2 separate regions of the Sus scrofa genome follow, and region 1 is linked to region 2. The links are chromatin contacts, called in public Hi-C maps. All regions are on one chromosome and are shown on one strand. Each heading gives the region's core, a stretch centred on a gene start, on an enhancer-like site or on the middle of the called end of the contact. The rest is flanking DNA. Distances are from core to core; before and after follow the strand shown. Region 1 has its middle 130 kb from the start of INHBB. Region 2 has its middle 200 kb from the start of GLI2.

Evidence for each region. A called contact is a pair of places that touch in the nucleus more often than the background predicts.
Region 1: a contact with region 2 is called in a Hi-C map of liver, with 1.6 times the contacts expected there. The contact joins two enhancer-like sites. A contact is called at or near these places in 1 of 5 promoter capture datasets (liver), 5 of 47 Hi-C or Micro-C datasets (liver, mesenteric adipose tissue, retroperitoneal adipose tissue and 1 more) and 1 of 2 datasets of contacts at active chromatin or transcription factors (skeletal muscle).

The regions. Positions count from the first base shown.
Region 1 is chr15:30,869,178-30,872,354 of Sscrofa11.1, reverse strand. No RefSeq gene overlaps it. Among named protein-coding and RNA genes, the nearest start is that of INHBB, 130 kb to the left of the region's middle. Within about 2 kb of position 1,409, at least 32 of the 83 cell types and tissues checked have an H3K27ac peak or open chromatin away from gene starts, as enhancers often do. A contact at or near this core is called in liver, retroperitoneal adipose tissue and skeletal muscle, where this site is marked.
Region 2 is chr15:30,778,385-30,781,618 of Sscrofa11.1, reverse strand. No RefSeq gene overlaps it. Among named protein-coding and RNA genes, the nearest start is that of GLI2, 200 kb to the right of the region's middle. Within about 2 kb of position 1,713, at least 7 of the 83 cell types and tissues checked have an H3K27ac peak or open chromatin away from gene starts, as enhancers often do. A contact at or near this core is called in liver, retroperitoneal adipose tissue and skeletal muscle, where this site is marked.

The sequences.
Region 1 (3,177 bases), core at 160-2,659, 91 kb before region 2:
TTTGTATTTAAAAGAACCATTGAAAATAAAATCATACTTCTAGAATCAGTGAGTAACATGAATAATAAAAAATGAAAAAACACTGGAAATAAAATCCTTGCATTTGTGAAATTATCAAAGATTAATAAAAACACGAACTCGATGCTGGTGATGGTGTGGTGAAATCAACAATGCTCACACACTGTTGATGAGGGGGGATTGGTATCGACCTTTAGACAAGCGACTTGAACAATATTCTCAAAAAATGTGTTGGTCTTTCAACTTAACTTTTAGAAACACAGCCTCAAGAAACGATAAATAAAAGCAGACAGAAAACTTTGTGCAAGACAGATGATTTATTAAGCTATAAATTTGCATTTTCTCTCTTGTTGTTTTTCCCTCTCCATGTCCCAGATTTGTAGCCAGACCCCTTTGTACTTCCTAGTTCCAAGGGCATTTGTAGAACCCAAACAAAACTGCTCGTAGGCAATATCTTTTTCTGTCTTTTGTGAAAAGGGAATATTGAGAAAGAAAATATGCAAGCGGTCCCAATAAAGGGTGGAAAGAGAGCTGTGAAAAGGCAGGAGGAAGGGGCCCTAAATCCCAGAGGTGGGACCTGAGCTTTCTCCACAGCAGCACACCAGGACATGGCATAATATTTTAAAGCTCTCTGTCCAGGGAAACTGGGGTCATAGCCACACCTCAGGTCCTGGCACTCAGCCAGAGATACCAAGGAACATGCCCCCTGCGAGGGAAGTTATGTCTGGAGCACCCCCCTGCCCCATGTCCAGCAGACTGTACAAACCCCAGGGCCTTTGCACAGCCTAGGACACAGTTCTGAAAACAACTGAGATTGATTTTCCTGACCAGGTGTCCAGGAAAGGAAACTTTAAATGTGAACATTCTCACATATCTCCATTCACCAGGGAAAAGGCTTTTTAAAGGCCATTGAGTACAAAGTGATGATCTTGGTTTGACTTTTTTTAAAACCAGCAGTTAAATATTTTCCATAGGAAGATACTAAAGTCCCCTGTCCTGCGTTGCCTGGGCTCCAAGCACACATGTTTATCATTGCACTGACCCTGCAGGGAGGGGTCGTTTTCTATATTTAGTGCTCTCTGTTCTTCGAGGTTCTCAGATCCAGGGGACTCTCAGGACGTTGCCTTATTTACCTCCATACCCTGGCGCCTTGCACAATGCCTGGGAAACACTCGGGGAATTCACATAGATATGAATGAATGAATGAACTCTCAGGTATCTGGGGTCTGAGATCAAGGGCCCGGTCTCTGTCGTTTTCACACAGCTGTTCCTGGCAGCCCTTAGGGCTGTGCCCTCTGCGGATGGAATTAACTGCCAGCCCATACTTGGGCGTGTAAACAGCTCTCCTCCAGGCCAGGCCCGACTGGCTGCCTCGAGGGCAGCTTGCACAATCCTGCGGGCTGTTGTGATTCTCATTTTTGGGCTATGGAGTCATCTCTGCCGTGGGCCTCTCCCTTCTTGCCCTGGATTGTCTCTTGGCAACATAAACGGAACTGTGTGTCTGTTGTCAGTGGGAAGAAATTCAGACCCCCACCCCACCCCCTCCAGGAAGCCCATCCTGATTTCCTAGACCCGCCCAAGGTCCCAAAGAGGTGGGAGCGGAAAGGGAGCTTGGGTCACCCAGCTCAGCCCCTCCACTGACAGAGGAAGGACCTGAGGCCTTAAGAGGTGGGAACACCTAGCCCCCTGCCAGAGTGGCTGGGCTTGGCAGGAGTGGAGTGTCCTGGGATGGTGGCTGCTTTTGGAACCAGCCCAACAGGACTGCAAATTCCTTCCTGCGCGGCCACCATCCAGCCGTGTGAACTTGGACCAGGGCCGTGTCCTTCCTGAGTCCCAGTTCTTCTCTCTGCATTGCGCTGCTTGCAGATTAATGTGCAGACTTAAAAAGATGCTGTGTGTAATGCATCAGCACAGTGCCTGGCTGTGACCAGGCCTCCTATCTCCTGCTCCTCCCGTGCATTTTTTTCCAGCGCCTTCCCACTCAGGAGGCCTCACCATTCCTTCAGGTCTGAGTACGAGGTGCCCGGCTTCATTCTGGACCTCTGCTGCAGGGGAATTCTTTTTACTTGTTTTTTAAATATATTTTTAGGGCTGCACCTGTGGCATATGGAAGTTCCCAGGCTAGGGGTCGAATCGATGCTGCAGCTGCCGGGCTATACCAGAGCCACAGCGACCAGGGATCCAAGCTGAGTCTGCAACCTGCACCCCAGCTCATGGCAATGCCAGATCCTTAATCCACTGAGCAGGGCCAGGGATTGAACCTTCATCCTCATGGATACTAGTCGGGTTTGATATCACTAAGCCACAACTCCAAAACCAGAAGCATGTTTTTTTTTTTTCTTTTTCTTTTTTGGCCACCCCACACATACAGAGTTCCTGGGCCAGGAATCAGATCCGAGCCGTAGTTGAGACCTAAGCCACAGCTGCGGCAATGCCGGATGCTTAACGCACTGTGCTGGGCCAGGATCGAACCAGCATCTCTGTGCTCCCAAGACGCCACCGATTCTATTGCGCCAAAGTGGAAACTCCTACAGGGAAATTCTGACAGGCTGTTCAGCTGTGATCCGTAGTACCTGCCTACTTCCTCTCACTTTTTTTTTTTTCCTGTCCCCACCCACCTCTTGGTTTTGCCAAATTCATTCATATTTTCCTTTCTCCCTCTCTTCCTGAAAACTTCCCTAGAAACCCCCCCCCCCAACACACACATCTCTTCCAGGCACCCACTGGGCAGAGACGCCCACAGCCAGAGCCTGCCTTTAAAGGGCTCATCCACTGCTTGGGAGGCTGGGTGGACATTGACGACCGAGGAGGGCTGAATTGCAGAGATCTTGCTGTGTGTCCACAAAACCCTGGGTTGTAGCTCTTGTTTCTGGAACTCAGTGGGAAGAAGAAGAATGGTTACAGATAGCCAGGTCCTCATTCCCCGAATCTGGGGTTGTTACCTTATGCGACAAAAGGATGTGACTGAGGTCAGGGCTTTGAGATGATCCAAGTGGACACAAGGTTCCTTTATAAGTGGGAGGAAGGAAGCCAAGGTCCTTCTGCTGGTTTGGAGGATAGAAGGAAGGGGCCATCAATCAACTGAGGAAGGTTGGTGCCCTGAGCCTTTGAAAGGAACCAGCCCAGAGAGTTCCCTGGTGGCCTAGTGGTTTAAGGGTC
Region 2 (3,234 bases), core at 464-2,963:
AGGCAGCTATGGATGTGACCTTGAGCCTAGCGTGAGATCCAAAGTCTCAGGCAACAGGGATGGAGAGAGCTGAGGCAGACCAGGCTGTTGCAGGGCTGAGGGGAGGCCTTCTGGAAGAGGCCAGCCAGCAGGGCTGGGGTTCTGTGAGTGCCTGGGGAAAGAGCCACAGGAGGAAGGAAGGGGATGCTGTGAGCCCAGATGTGGCGGCAAGTCGGCCAGGGTGTGTCTGGGAGACATCAGCACACATGTATCATTCCAGGAGGCTGTTTCATGGTCCCCTGTGACCTCTGTGGGCCTGGCTCTGGGAGCCACTGAATGAGATACAGCCCTGGCCATCAGGGAGCTCATAGCCCAGCCAGGGAGACAGGTTATCCCAGTGGTTCTGAAACTTGTATGTTGGAATTCCCTGGTGGTTCAGTGGATTAAGGATGCGGTGTTGTCACTGCTGTAGCTCTGGTTAGCACTGTGTGTAGATTTGATCCCTGACCCAGGAACTTCCACATGCTTGGGGTACAGCTCCCCAAAACACTTGTGTGTTCATCAGAACCTCCCACTACTGGAGGGGTGGTTAAAATGCAGATTTCTGAGCTCTGTCCTCAGAGTTTCTGCTTCAGTAGGTCTGGTGGGGGCGGGGGCAGGGAGGAGGGCTGAGAATTTGTGTTTCTAGCAAGTTCCCAGGTGATGTTGCAGGATGCATGGTCTACTGCATGTAGAAACAAAGACAGCATTGCCAATAGAGAGAGCAGAGGGCAGAGGAGGAACTTCCGCTGGAAAGACATACAAAAGAAGAAGAGTAGGGGGTGAAGGGGCATGGAACCCAGGTAGACCCCACCAGTGGGAGGTGAGTGTGGAAGGCTGATGGCCGGCCTGCCATCGGCCTGGACCCAGCTGCAGAGGAGGCACTTCTCCTGGAAGCACTGAAGACCTCTCGGCTGAGAAAGGTGGTCCTGAGATGCTAGATGATCAGAGGAGGGGGGGGGGCCAAAGCTGATGATGGAAATTCAAGGAGCAAAACATTTCTCCAAGGAAATGACCTCACTTCACCCACCTGGCAGCCCTGTGGCTCTGGTCCAACTTTTTGTTTTTCTTTCTAGAGCCTCCCCTGCGGCACATGGAAGTTCCCAGGCTAGGGGTCGAATCAGAGCTACAGCCGCAGGCCTACACCACAGCCACAGCAACGCCAGACCTGAGCCGCATCTGCGACCTACACCGCAGCTCACGGCAACGCCAGATCCTTAACCCACCGAGCGAGGCCAGGGCTTGAAGCTGAGTCCTCATGGTTACTAGTTGGGTTGGTTACTGCTGAGCCACAATGGGAACTCCAACTTTTTTTTTAGCCGTCCACCTGGCCTGCCTAGTCCAGAAAAGGAAACTGAGGCTCAGGGGTGTGAATGCCTCACTGTAGCGGATGGCAAAGGCAGGTGCAGCCCTGGCTAGATCACCTGGAGTTAATTCCGTGACAACTGCCTCCTCGAGGTCCAGAGTCAGGCAACTCTTTCCCTGTTTCCATTAAACAGACGTCTCCGCCGTGTTCGCACTGTGAATAATAGCAGGAAGTCAATCTGGCCCCGTCATGTGAGAAAGGTCATCATTCCATGTCAGGAAATCCTGCTGCTGAGAGTCCCCTGGGAATGTTAACTTCCTACTCTGAGCACCTCCGCCCCCGGCATCCTGACCTTCTGCACAGTTGGCTTCTGTGGCTCAGAAATGCTGGGCCCTTGGCCAGAGTCTGACCTTCGCCCTCTGGTAGCAAAGAGTCCCTTCCACGTAGCATCCCCTGGGGAGGAGGAAGCAAAGAGGGGCCGCTGGGAGCACTCCGGCCTGCCTACTGCTCGACTCTGCCCTCCAGGTGGGTGCTGGGCCATGGCTGGGGAGGAAGGAGGGTGCCGGATGCTTAGACCCACTCCCTCCAGGGCGAGAGGCACCCAGGACGGTGTCCCATCCTCTCAGGACTCTACTTCCTTGCCTATAAATGAAGCAGCCAAGTGAAGTGAGGTTTACATGAGCGAACCAGCGCATGGTAGGTTCTAACTAACCTGCCTGGGGGGGTTCTGCTCTCCTCTGGGGGAGGGGGTGTCAGGAGAAAAAGGAAACACACATAGGTCAGACCCCTGAGGACTCAGGAACTGAAGAATCAAACCCCTTGGCCACGCCCCTCTTGGAGAGAACCCCAGCTCTGCCCACGCAGACAGCTGATGCTGCTGACTTAGTGGTTCATTCGTTGGCATTTTCCCCCATTGAGTGATCTGATTTTATTTATTTATTTATTTATTTATTTATTTTTGTCTTTTGTCTTTTTTTTTTAGGGCCACACCTGCGGCACATGGAGGTTCCCAGGCTAGGGGTCTAATCAGAGCTATAGCTGCTGGCCTACACCACAGCCACAGCAATGCAGGATACAGGCCACATCTGTGAACTACACCACAGCTCATAGCAATGCCAGATCCTTAACCCACTGAGTGAGGCCAGGGGTTGAACCCCCAACCTCATGGTTCCTCGTCGGATTTGTCTCGCTGCTCCACGATGGGAATTCCTCTGAGTGATCTTATTTTATAACATGTATGATGCATATTCATTTTCATTCTTAATTACCTCCCTTCTTCCATCAAACAGCTCTGCAGGCTGGGCTGTGGCATTCTTCCTCCAATTATCCATCCCCTCAACAGACAGGACAAGAGCATCCTTGAAGTGCCAGGCCTGGGGAGGTACCGGAACCACAGACACAGTCCTGTCCCCCAGGGATTCTGCATCTGTCAGGAAGGCTAACTCTGATAATCAAATCATACAATTAATTAACTAATTACAATAGGAGTAAGAGCTTCAGCAAAACTCCAACAAGGGACCCATTTGAGTTTGGGTCCATGAACACCTTGAGAAGGTGACCTTTGAGCTGGGAGCTGGTAGGGGCTTCTCTCTCTAGTTTGCCGCAGTCCTCACCTGACCCTTTTACCCTCCACCAGTCAATATATTGCCCTCCTGATCCTTCTCTATACTGGGTTTGCAGCTTCTGCTTCATCATTGTGATCTTCTTGCTGAAACTGTCCTTTGTTTATGGTGCCAACCTGAACTTGGCCTCTAAGTGGTGTCTGTCCTTGAAGGCTGGCATCTCCCTCCCAGACCATAATCTCTGCCTTCTGAAGGTTCAGCAGCTGCTTCAGAAGCTCTGCCAGGTTTGGGAATCTCTACCACAGAGATCTCACCCACCTCTTCTTGTTCCCCAGCACATCTGACCGG